Regions from separate parts of the Callithrix jacchus genome. Here region 1 is linked to region 2. A link is a contact called in public Hi-C data. All regions are on one chromosome and are shown on one strand. Each heading gives the region's core, a stretch centred on a gene start, on an enhancer-like site or on the middle of the called end of the contact. The rest is flanking DNA. Distances are from core to core; before and after follow the strand shown. Region 1 overlaps AVPR1B (arginine vasopressin receptor 1B). Region 2 holds the start of LOC103789303 (a long non-coding RNA gene).

The links. Hi-C and Micro-C count contacts between places; a contact is called where the count stands out from the background.
Region 1: a contact with region 2 is called in a Hi-C map of induced pluripotent stem cells, with 4 times the contacts expected there. The contact joins two enhancer-like sites. A contact is called at or near these places in 3 of 3 Hi-C or Micro-C datasets (induced pluripotent stem cells and skeletal muscle).

What each region holds. Positions count from the first base shown.
Region 1 is chr19:33,585,329-33,591,938 of calJac240_pri, forward strand. AVPR1B (arginine vasopressin receptor 1B) reads right to left here. Exons shown (of 2, transcript XM_035280810.3): 2 at 6,473-6,610. Among named protein-coding and RNA genes, the nearest start is that of AVPR1B, 13 kb to the right of the region's middle. Within about 2 kb of position 4,768, at least 2 of the 16 cell types and tissues checked have an H3K27ac peak or open chromatin away from gene starts, as enhancers often do.
Region 2 is chr19:33,515,612-33,522,258 of calJac240_pri, forward strand. LOC103789303 (a long non-coding RNA gene) reads left to right here and starts at 6,503. Exons shown (of 7, transcript XR_008477897.2): 1 at 6,503-6,568. Within about 2 kb of position 1,995, at least 4 of the 16 cell types and tissues checked have an H3K27ac peak or open chromatin away from gene starts, as enhancers often do.

The sequences.
Region 1 (6,610 bases), core at 3,518-6,017, 72 kb after region 2:
AGTCAGAAACAAAGTAGGAATGTCCACAAGCCTGCCATTTGCTCTGTTATGTAACGTTGTTCTAGAAGTTTTAATCAGTGTGATAAAACAGTTAACAAAAATACGTACTATAAAAAAATTAGAGCCAGGCACAGGGGAGCATGCCTGTGATCTCAGCAATTTGGGAGGCTGAAGCAGGTGGATCACTTGAGGTCAGGAGTTTGAGACCAGCCTGGCCAACATGGTGAAACCCTGTCTCTATTAAAAATACAAAAATCAGCTGGGCATGCTGGTGGGCACCTGTAATCCCAGCTACTCAGGAGGCTGAGGCAGGAGAATCACTTGAACCCAGGAGGCAGAGGCTGCAGTGAGCTGAGATCACGGCACTGCACTCCAGTCTGGGGGACAGAGCGAGACTCTGTCTCAAAAAATATATATGTATTAGAAATGAGGAAACATTGTCATCCTTTGCAGATATCCTAGCCCTAGAAAACCACAAAGAATTAAAATGCTTTAAACTTGATAACATGCAATAACTAGCAACTAGAGTAATATTTTTTTTCCAACAGCTAATTAAGACATGAAGTGAAAAGAAATTCTGGCATAGTAGCTGAACAGACATGCCCCCAAACCTGAAACCGTAGGGTTACTCCTAGCCAAATTCAAACCCCAGATCAGTGGCATTCAGGTCTTAGACACCTGAGATCTATTATTAACTGTGCTCCATCTGCTGGCTGTGGATGACCCTCCCAGCCCTGGCACTCAGAGCAGTAGACAGGCTTTCCTCCTCCTGAGTTCTTCCCCAGGATGATCGAAGGGGATGATTCCGGTTTGGGTTTCTGAGGTTGGAAAATGCTACTGGTCTGTTTGTCCTTTCACCTTTTAGCTACCATGGTCCTTCCTCTACTTACAAAGCTTTTCTTAATGGGTTACAGGAGAGTCTACTGATTAGACAGGCAGAATGAAAAATAAATACCAAGAATAATATAAGCAACATTGTCTTATCAAGAAGTGAAACTCGGCTTCTTATTGATTTCTTCTATTTATTCATTTATAGAGACAGGATCTCACTCTGTCACTCAAGCAGGAACATGATCATGGCTCAGTATAACCTCAAATTCCTGGGCTCAAGTGATCCTCCTGCCAAAGCCTCTCAAGTAGCTGGGACTAGAGGTGCATGCCATCATGCCCAGCTAATTTAAAATTTTTTTTAGGGGGTGTCTCACTATGCTGCCCAGGCTGCTCTTGAACTCCTGACCTCAAGCGATCCTCCTAACTCAGCCTCCCAAAGCACCGGGATTAGGCATGATCTACTGCACCTGGCCTGATCTCTTTTAAAAAGGAAAAAAAAAAAAAAAAAAAAGACCAGGCGCAGTGGCTCATGCCCATAATCTTAGTACTTTAGGAGGCTGAGGTGCGCTGATCATTTGAGGTCAGGAGTTCAAGACCAGCCTGGCCAACAGGGTGAAACCCACCTCTACTAAAAATACCAAAATTAACTGGTTGTGGTGACTCATGCCTGTAATCCCAGCTACTCGGGAGACTGAGGCAGGAGAATGGCTTGAACCCGGGAGGCAGAGGTTGTAGTGAGCTGAGACTGCACCATTGCACTCTGGCCCGGGCGACAGAGCAAGACTTCATCGTACAAAAAAAAAAAAAAAAAAATTCAGGAGTATGCTGAAGCAATTCAGGCAAGTTACAGTGCATCCAAGAGACACTGCAAGGACACTGCTGAGACAGTTTCCACCGGGAGAGGGGACAATGGGGGTAAACAGAGTGCCTGCTTTCTGCAGAATTCTGGGACAGGCCTTGAGTGTTGAGAGGAGAGATCAAGAAAAAGAAGCTTTAACCATCTGGGCTCATCAGGGTGGTCAAGGCACCTATGACCTAATTGTGGGGACAGGAAAGAGCCAGAGAACATGTACAAAACAACACGTAACAAACAGCACAAAGCAGTGAAGCCAGAGCCTATCAATGTTCACACAGATCAGGGAATAGGGTGTTAGAATCAGGTAGCCTTAAAAGGAAACATCCGAGAAAGAGGTGATTTCTGACCTCAGCTTAGGAAAGAAGGTGGCAAATCAACTGACGGGAGAAAAGGCGGAAGGGAAAGGAACAGATCTGACCTGCTACAGGCTCTCAATAAATGCCTGAGGGACGGCCCAGAGAGGAACTGTCTGGAGAACTGTCCCTGTCTGGGTTCAGAGGCTGCTGTGATACTCTGGAGCAGGGAGTTGGTGTCAGGGGGACCAGAGGCTGTAGAATGACCATAGACCATCTGATGAAGCTTTATAATAAAGTCTGCTTCAGAAATATGACATTTTGTAGGCTCCAGCCCTACTAGGGTCGTGGAGTGTCCCCTATTGCTGTGCTGAGGCGCTGGATCCAAGAAATAAGGAGACAAAACACCAATGGACTGGATAAGAGCAGCTGGGCTCGGGGGCCAACGCCACTTACGAGCAGAGACAGGCGAGGCCCCGAGTGTCCAGGCACATCTGTATTTATTAGGTATAGGTTAGGAAGGGCAGTGAGTGAGGTCATCTTAAGGATAGTGATAGGGCCAAGACAATCATGTGAGTAATAAACAAGGGGCCCATCCCCATTAGGTCACTGAGGCCAGGAGTGACGGTCACTGAAGCAAGGAGTGACCTAATGGGGATGGGCAGTGTGCAGCAGGAAGGGTGCAGTGTGCAACATCTCTTATCTAGGGGCAGGCAACTTCTAAGGTTTTCTATAGGAGGATGTTTTGAGTCAGCACAGTAGCAGGAGAGTTGGCAGGGTATACAGCCAACGAGGCGCGATTGTACTGGAGGGGTTTTAAGCCCTCAGAGGTTCATGGGATTGCCGGCCTGAGGCCAGCTTTCCACAAGAACTGGACACAAGATACTACAGCTGCCTTGCAGGAGGAGTGACTCTTGCTCCAAGCCTGCCATACAGTGGATATCCTTACGATACTGAATGCTGCCGCCAGGGCCGGCCCACCGTGCATGCCCTTTCAGACAGGGGCACTACTGCCTGGGCCATTGATTCTTGTTCTGGTATGGCTGATTCTTCCCTAGTTGATGCTCTGTACCGTGTCTGCTCTTGACAATCCTCTGACTACAAACTAAGATATGATCATATAAAAGGATTATATAAAAGGAAATAAATGAGCAGTAGGTTATTCTTCAGGCACTAATTGTGCCAGGGGTCTGCTTAGCTCTCCTTCCTTGGTGCCCAGAAGGGGGGTTACCCACACATTTGATAGCAAATATATCATAGAGGCTAACATTAGGACCCACCCTGATTGCTTACATCAGGGTAAAAGCATTCTTGGAGAGTGTTGTTGAACAGTAGATTGGAACATATGAGTCTACCAAGTGACTTACAGAGCTTGGAACTTCAGCAGTGCACACAACTGCTCAGATGCCCTCATAAGTACAGAGGAAGGCTGATGTCACCTCCTCAGGAGTTTGAACCAATAGGCTGAGGACTGGGGTCAGCTAACAGTTTGACCTAATCCTCAAAGTCATTGCAAGCTACCTAGAAATAAAATGGACTTTTGTTTTTCATATTTCCATGAGCTTCAAGGGTGAGCTGTCGAAATCAGTACAGAGAGTCACCTGTATGAGTAAGCACCCTTTGAGAGCACAGCTTCCAGTTCAATGAAGTCACATTCTCCCATGTTATATGATGGAGAAGGTACCTCCCGGGAACAATCATATTGCTTCGCACTGGGTTTCTCCATGGACATGGACAGGACACAGATTTTTTCAAAATTATCTGATAATAAAACACAGAAAACTGATTTGCTATTGGCAACCAGTAGATGGTTGATTACATACCCACAATGACCCAGGACTTCAGACCCATAGACCATGATAACTGTGACCTGTCTTCAACGAATTCTTATTCTAAAAGAGCAAGCATCCAAATGCACACCATGGGAAAATTCCATGAGCGTCTTGTTAGCCACCAGACCTACCAGGGGGAGGAGGTATTTTATGCTCAACATCAGTGGGTTTCTTTGCTTCTGGAATTAGGATAGATTGCTGGGCTCTGAGGTACTCTCAAGAGGCCTCCTAATCCATGCCCCCAGATTCTAAACCAGAACTGCAGAAAGTAACCATAGCTCATGTGGCTTTTTGAGGTCCTACTAGGGCCCTTAAACACTGACTCGTTGGCCGGGCGCAGTGGCTCACGCCGGTAATCCCAGCACTTTGGGAGGCTGAGATGGGTGGATCACAAGGTCAAGAGATCGAGACCATCCTGGTCAACATGGTGAAACCCCGTCTCTACTAAAAATACAAAAAAATTAGCTGGGCATAGTGGCGCGTGCCTGTAATCCCAACTACTCAGGAGGCTGAGGCAGGAGAATTGCTTGAACCCAGGAGGCGGAGGTTGCCGTGAGCCGAGATGGCGCCATTGCACTCCAGCCTGGGTAACAAGAGCGAAACTCAGTCTCAAAAAAAAAAAAAAAAAAAGAAAAAAAAAAACACTGACTCGTGTGTCTTGCTGCCTTTTGGGTAGGAATTCCTACACTAATTTCCTCACCCTGCAGGAGAAACCGCCTGTTCTTTGCCCTTCCTGAATTTCCATGGGAAATTCCGTGGGAACCAAGTGTATGTCCAGGTATCTCAGCAGAACCAGGTCAAACGAGGGACCAAGACTCTTTGGAACTTGAGGACTCACAAGCTCAGAGGCTGGGTGACTTTCCCAGTTTTCCCTGTGAGTCATGACTGCTTCGCATCCTCCAGTAGAGTTAAAGAATGTGCACTGGATCTCAGAGATTTTTGGCTGAAGAGCCTTACGTTGATTCTTTGGCAGGAGCTGGCAAGCCCAGCCGAGCCCAGGCCAGGCCCGCTTTTGGCTCCACATTGCCACCTTGCGGCCCCATAGCAAACTCCAAGACACTGCTTTTCCCACTAAAACTGAGCGCAGGGTGGCCCCTTCCCCCAACCACCTCACCCTTTCACTCAAGACAAACACACTTGAATTGTATCTTGCATATCCCATTATTATTGCCCCCAGAAAACTAAAGATCCACAGAAATTTCCTGGATATTAAATCTTTTTATTGCTGAATTTCACCCTGGGTTTCTGACCCAGGAATGAAGTGCTACAGCCTGGGCTGAATTTATAGCCCCATAGTAGATAAAAGACCTATTTACATATGAAACGCAGACACAGTGTCTGCGAAAGTACAGCCTGAACCAAACAACGTAACTAACGATTCTGAGAAATCCTCATAGTCAGCCCATGAACCCCTCCTGCCCTCCTCTGTCCTGCCTGCCCCTCATGTCCTGCTCGTACATAGGTTCTAAGGGGCTAAAGTACTGTCATTCACAGTCACAGGATGGCATACACATTTTACACAAGTGCCCAGCCAGAGGCAGCATTGTTCAGTTTCTCCTGGGGTTTGCCGTCAGAAACGGGATTCGCCCCAGAGAGCACGGAGACCCCTCCTTGCTTCCACAGAGCCCCTCCTTCTTGAACCCTATCCAAGGCTCTTCCACCAGCCCAGACTGTCCAGGCGAGCCTCCTACAAGTCCTGCAGACCTTTCACTCATAGATCCAATGAGATCCACCATTTCCTTCGGGAGCTTCCTGGAATGGGTTCCCGAGGCCCTCAGCCAGTGTGCTGTTGCTCCCCGTTGGCCATATCACAGGACAGAACCAGCTTTCTGGCAAAGATCAAGTGTAGCCTTTCTACGGGAGGAACAAGGAGGGTCCCAAAGCCACCACCGCAAGTAAATTCCCCTTGTGCAATGCAAAACTGAAAATACCATAAAAAATACCATAAGGGGGGGTCTCTAGAAGGCAAAGGAAAGACAAGGAAGGTGCTTTAGTCAGCCTAGACCCTAGGTATGTCTCCTCTTTTCCTCTCTGTAGACTCTCCTGGGCCAGGGCCCTGGAGGTCACCTCTCAGATGCCATTTGGAGCCAGGCCATTATTCCCGACTCTAACATTTGTTGAGTGTTCTATCTATAGCTACAGTTCAACAAATCCCTCCCAACAAAGTGGGCATTGCTATTTCTATTTCATAAATGAGGAAAGCATTGCTCAGGGAGAGTGGATACCTGGCTTAAGTTGAGACAGGAAGAAAAGGGGTGAGACCAAGATGCAGACCCAGGTCTTTGGGGTACACAGCTGGTGTTCTTTCTACCTCCCAATCACCATGAAGAACAAAGATTGACCAACTCTAGGCATTAGGGTCAGAAACTGTGGTCTAAAGATGGGACATAGGGGTGGGGAGGCCACTTATGTAAGCAGGAGGAGGAGCAGATTCAACAGCCCTGGCTGGCAGGGGAGGCCTCTAAGCCCACTCCACCAGGGCAGATAGACGGGGAAGGAGTATTAGATGTCGGGCTGACATGGGCAACAGAACTCAGCAAGGAGGAGACTATGGGTCCTCCCATCTGCCTGAGCTGTGGTCCCAGGAGGTCCTCACTATCCAGTCCTCTAGCACTGAAGGACTGGGATGCTTTGCTCACTCACAACATTCAGCAAGGCTCTTTTCTTTTTCTTTCTTTCTTTTTTTATTTCAAAGGTGTCACATATTTATTACTGAATCCAGCCAATCAACGTGTCCGTAACAGATTCAGAAAGGAAATTCTGCTCAAAATTCTCCAGATAGTGGTGACATCTTCAGC
Region 2 (6,647 bases), core at 745-3,244:
GAACACTTTGGAAAGAACAAAAGGCCTTAGGCATGTATGTGCGTGATGGTCTGTGTGTGTCCTTTCAGGAGAGGGAGAGAGAAGAGCATTTGAGGTGAAACAGTATGAGGTGGGAAGAAATGACACATAGTATAGACAATGATGCAGTCTCTCTGCATTAGGAGAGGGTCTTTGGAGAGACAGATGGCGGGGGAGAGAGAGAGAGAGAGAGAGAGAGAGAGAGAGAGAGAGAGAGAGAGAGAGAGAGAGAGACCCTTAGAAATGTGAACTGGAGGCTGGCTGGATGCAGAGATTTTACTGCCAGAACATTTGAAAGCTGGTGGTGGTGTCACTCTCTAGTCAACTTCTTTCTGGAGCTTCCGCTTCCAGAAAACAAATTAATAATAAAAGGACATTTGGGAGGCCGAGGTGGGTGGATCATTTGGGGTCAAGAGTTCAAGACCAGCCTGGCAAACATAGTGAAACCTCATCTCTACTAAAAATATGAAAATTAGCCGAGCATGGTGGCAGGCACCTGTAATCCTAGCTACTTGGAAGGCTGAAGTGAGAGAATCTCTTGAACCTGGGAGGCAGAGGTTGCAGTGAGCCCAGATTACACCACTGCCCTCCAGCCTGAGAGGGCAACAGATGTCTCAAAATAATAATAATAATATAAGAGGACAGTTGCCAGGGCTCTGTGGATCAGTTTTATCAGGGCTTGTTAGCTCCTAGGACAGAGTCTGCTACTGTCAGACACCAGCAGGCTCCTGCGCACAGGGGGCTGGCACCCTGGGATACACTCCAGGATGCCCGACTCTGGCAACATTGCTGGTTCAGCCAAACCTGACCAACTGGGAAGTGTCCCAACCTCTTCTGCTTAAAGTTAGTAAATGAGGGAAAATCCACGATGCTGTTTGTGAGGTACAGTGGAACCATGTCTTGTCTTTACCAGATGAGATGAGATGAGATGCCTGGCTCCTGTCTTGGCTCTGCCACTAACTGACCATATGACCGCAGATAAACCACTTCTCTCTGAATCTAGTTTTCTTGTCTGTAAAATGAAGATGCTTGATTGGGTGACAATATCAAGGAACACTTTGGACGCATTAGCCCTGTGCCAGGCTCTGACCTAAGGGACTTAGAAGTATTAACTCATTCAAATCTCTCACAAATCCTATCAGGTAGGCATTGTTTTTAAGTCCATTTTACAGATGAGGTAACTGAGGCAGAGAGCATTTACGTAACTTGCATAAGGTGCTGAACCCAGGATTCAAATCCAGGTTTGCCTGACTTTGTTCTTAACTGTGGCATTGTATGGGGTCATCTTTAGGATCTGACATTCTAAAGTTTCTTTCTGGAAGAGAAAGGCACAGAGGAGTTGCAGAGAGGAAAAAGAGAGAGGGCAGAGAATAATTTCTTGTATGGTAAAAATTGGAGGCCTTTTCATTGTGAGAAGAAAGGTGTGTGTGTGGGGTGGGGTGTGGAGGTGAGGAGCTGCATGATGACATATCTTCTCATTGCATATTTTGGCAAACATTTTCTATTTTGCCTTCATGGAGCCTTTCAGCAAGGTTGATTACTGTATATGTGCAAAAATCACACATGTACCTTTCTTCAACCCCCCACCCTCCACATGTAATTCTGAAAAAATAAAATTGAAGGTGCTCAAACCATTTTTTTAATTGCCAGAAGAGAGTACCTGGCCCTAAACGCTTACTTTTTCCATGTGTCTTGTTTTCATGCAACTGGAAACAAGAGAGAGCCAATGTCTTTAGTGTCTCTCCATGTCAAGGATTCAATTTGTTGGAGTCATTTCCAAAACCACCAGCAATTCTACCCCAGGAAAGTGCCTTTCAGACCAGACATTGCTGCAGCACAGTCAGCAGAGGGCGCAGGCACTGGGGAAGTTTCTCACTTGAATGAGAAACGTGTCTGTGTGGCGGGGGATTATGTGTCTGTGCCGTAAACAGGAAGAGCAGCTCATGCCTCGAGTTTGCCAAAAAGCAGGACTGCGCGCTAACAACACCATCCTCTTTGCTTGTTACTGAGCCCAGGCTTTGGAAGCAGACAAAGCAAGTTCTGAATTCCTAACGCTCCCACTTAACAGATGATTGTGTGACATTGGGGATATTCTGGAGCTTCAGATTCCTTCAGTACTGAAAAGAAAGAATTATTTCCTTGCAGAATGATCTGAAGATTCCATGAGACCATCTTCAGGATGAGTGATCTCTATATATTACACAGCCCAGTGCTTGACACCAAGTAAGCCCTCACTACGGGTAGCCTGGCCAGGTTCCACTTTATGCCATGCACTGCTCTAAGTGCTTTAAATGTAATAGGAAACAGGCCCAGAGAGGGAAAGGAATTTGTCCAAGGCCACACAGCGGGTAATCAAAGAACTATGCATGCTGAAGCTCAGGAAGTCTCTCTATAACGTCTGTAATCTTGGCTGGGCGAGGTGGCTCACATCTGCAATCCCAGCACTTTGGGAGGCTGAGGGGGTGGATCACTTGAGTTCAGGAGCTGGAAACTAGCCTGGTCAACATGGCAAAACCCTGTCTACCAAAAATACAAAAATTAACCCGGCACAATGTCATGCACCTGTAGCCCCAGTTACTCAGGAGGCCAAGGCATGAGAGTCGCTTGAACCTGGGAGGCTGAAGTTGCAGTGAGGTGAGATTGTGCCACTGCACTCCAGCCTGGGCAACAGAACGAGACTCTGTCTCAAAAGAATCTGCGATCTTCAACAGAACTCTCAGCTGCCACGAATAGTACATATAGATGTTATTGTGTATATTGAAAGACTGAAATGCATTCCGAAGGTCGCTCGCCCTGATGTGTATGTAATTGTTCAGGACAGTCGATGAAGCTTCCATCTGTCCTTACTCTGTGATCAGGGACTCAGCGACTGAAAGCGTACAAAATCAAAACATGCTCTGACTCTCAGTTTCGTTACCTGTAAAATGGAGTTATTAGGAAGATTAAAAGCATATGTGGAAATGCATGGCACACAGTAAAAGCTGAATAAATAATTAACATTTTATTATAAGAAGAGAGAGTATACCTTGGCAAATGTGTCATAAATCTAATTCCTTAGTCTAATTCCTCCGTTAGTCTCCATGAGTTTTCTTTTTTTATAGTGAAGGGGCCTCCCTCTGCAGTGCTCCTTTCTTTTTCTTTATTTATTTTTATTTTTTATTTTTTTGAGATGGAATCTTGCTCTGTTGCCAGACTGGAGTGCAGTGGCATGATCTCAGCTCGCTGCAACCTCCGCCTCCTGGGTTCCAGAGATTCTCTTGCCTCAGCCTGCCAAGTAGCTGGGACTACAGGCATGCGCCACCATGCCCAGCTAATTTTTGTATTTTTAGTAGAGACGAAGTTTTACCATGTTGGCCAGGATGGTCTCCATCTCTCGACCTTGTGATCTGCCTGCCTTGGCCTCCCAAAGTGCTGGGATTACAGGTATGAGCCACCGTGCCCGACCCAGGGCTCCTTTCTTGAATGTTTGAATTCCTGTACCAGGACTGCCAGACTTTCTGAATCAGTTTCCATCCTGGAACTTCCTCAAGGAGCCTTCAGGGAAGGATTTAGGCTGTGGCAAAGTAGGGTAAAGGCAGAACTTTCATCGTAGGTTCTTATTTAAGGTGAATTTGTCTCCATTCCTAAAGACTATGGTCTTGTTCCCAGCCCATTAAGTGCTCTGGAAACCTACAGAAGGAAAACACATATTAAAGATGCAATTAAAGTTATGTCTGTTCCAAGACACAGAGACACTCATCTGATCTTCCTTTCAGGTTTAACAAGCTTCTTTTATAGGAGAACCTCCAAATGAAACCCCGTGACTGATGTCTTGGCAAACACCACTCACTCATTCACAGAAAAATCATCTGGATACTTAGCTTTATTGATTCTATTTCAGAAACAAAAATCTGAGACCTCAAGAGGACTCTTCCTCAAAAGAGCAAGACACAAGTAGAGGAATCTCAGAGTTCGTAGCCCAGGCAAGAGATAGTGATGGCTTAGAAAAGAGTGGGGATGGTGGACAAGGAAAGACGTGGTGGGCTGAGGTTTGTTTTGGAGATAGAACCCACAGGACAGGCTAGCAGATTAGACCGGGATGAAGGAAAGGAAGAATCAGAGGTGACTCCTGGATTTGTCTTACTGGCACACTTAGTCCTGTGTGAAATGCTGCACATTCAAGGTTATTGCTGTATAGAACATTGTTTGTGATAAAAAGCTTAGAAACAGCCAACAATAAGAGATGGCTAAATAATACATCTCTGCAGGTTAAAACAATGAAAAAGCTCCAGAGAAAAACCAATAGATCATATTGTTGACTTGAAAACTTTAGAACAGTATGTATAGTATGCTATCATTTACATGAAATACAAGGAAAAGCCCCATTTGCTTATATATGAATAGGATGTCTCTGGAAGGATATACCAAGAAGTCGGCAGCATTAGGTACTTTTGGGGAAAAGTGGGTGGGTGAGGGCAGGGTGAGAAGGAAGTTTATTGTCTACTATTTTGTACTCTCCGAATTTTGAGGCATGTGACTATGTTGCTTTATTCGTTTTGTATTACTGCTATAACAAATGATCACAAATATAGTGGCTTAAAGCAGTACAAATTTATTATTTTACAGTTCTGTAGGATAGAAGTTAGACACAGGTCTCACTGGGCTAAAATAAAGGGACTGGTGAGCTGCATTCATTTCTGGAGGCTGGAGGAGAGACTGTTTCTTGGCCTTTTCTAGCTTCTAGAGGCTGCCTGCAGGCTGTGGCTCATGGCCCTGTCCTCTGTCTTCACAGTCAGCAGAGTCGCATGTCTCTGACTCTTCTCCCAAATTCACGTCTCCCTCTGACCACAGAGAGGAAAGGTTACCCACTCTTAAATATCCCTGTCTAGTTTCAATCCACCCAGATAATCCAAAATAACTCACCTTGAGGGTCTTAATTTAATTACATTTACAGAATCCTTTATGCCATGTAAAGTCACATATTAACAGATTCTAGGAATTACATATGAGCATGTTTGGGGGCCGTTATTTTGCCTACCACAATTACTTATTCAAAAACAATTTAAAATACAATGAAAAAATAGTGACTCCTCAGCTTTTTGGTTTGAGCCATTAGGTGGATAGTTTACAGAGTACAGCGATTGAGGCAGCATGAACAGGTTGGAGGAAGAGAGTGGAGAGGCCCATTTGGGCTTATCAAGTTTGAGATGCCGGCAGACTTTTCAGCGATGATACCAGCTTGACTCTTGAATGTGTGGGTCTGGTGATCATCATGCTTGTTAGCGCTGGAGATATTATTCTGGGAGGTATCAGTGTATAGAAACTGGTTAGAACCTTGAAACTGGCCAAGAGCACCCTGTGAGAGTTTGTGGATGAAGGAGAAGCCGCAGGACTGTTCTCTGAAGCCTGCCGGTGGAGGAAGGAGGAAGAGGGAGCCAAGGAGGCCAAGAAGGAGCACCAGTGGGGATGCAATAAAACCACATGACCTCCTCCAGGACCTTCCCTACGCAGCCTGGATCTAAAGAGCCTCCATCCTACTCCCTGGATTCCTCTATCACACCCCCTTGTTCATTTTGTTTACGGGATGATCATAGCCTATAATTCTCTTGTTCTATTTCTTTGCTTACTGCCTGTCTTTCCCGTGTTGCATGCATTGTAAGTTTCATGACAGCAGAGCTTCACCTGTCTTGATCATTGCTATGTCCCCAGCACCTAGTCCAATGCCTGGCTCAGAGTAGGCACTCAATAAATGGTTGTTGAATGAATGGATGGACGAAAACAAATTTAATTCCTCTACCCTCAATCCATAAACAAAGAAAATGGTGCTAAAATTTAAATGTTAAGGGAGAAAAAAAGTGCAGCTGTCTTATGTCCTCACTGATGGTCCCTCATGTTAGGGCTGCATAGGAATTGTCTACTGAAAGCACCAGGAAGAGACCTCTGCTCCACCTGTGCCACCTTGCTTGCAATGCCACCATTGTCTGGTCATTCCCTGGAGTGAGGCATCATTCTTTTGGCACAGTGCCCACTAGCTAGGAAGCACTCAAGACATTTGAGCTCTCCTTTTTTAAAATTATTAATCAGTCATTTAAAAATGCAAATATGCCTGGAAAGTCATTAACTTCTTAGTATGAATTCATGTCTCAGCAGAAATCACTGAGGAAGAACCTGGTTCTTCCTTAAACTGATTGTTTCCCCCACCAGCAGCACATGGCTTCATTTTTGTGTTATCTGAGATGAGTCTACAGGGGTGGGATTGCATAAAGGGGAAAAGGGCTTTTCAGAAAATGCTAGGGAATCTAAAGCAAACCTCAATTTCTGGTTTTGCTGAGCCTTATGCCTGCGCAGCATGAAGATTGCTCTGCAAGCCAAATCAGCCACTGGCTTTTCACTGAGGGGTGGTGGGAGTCTCCCTGTGAGTTGAGCCAGGCAGTAGAGGAAATGAAGAGGAGGCTCTCAAGGGAGGGGCAAGGGAAAGAGACAGGGCAGGGTGGGTGCAGCTGGCAGTGAGAGACGCTGCCTTTTCAACGCGGATGGCTCCTCCTGCTGCCGCTGCTGCCCCAGGAGACAGGTAAACATTCTGTGCAGGGTTGAGACTTCTCTTTCAGTTTCTTTCCTACTTGTCTGGAATTTGGGCTGACACAGTATAA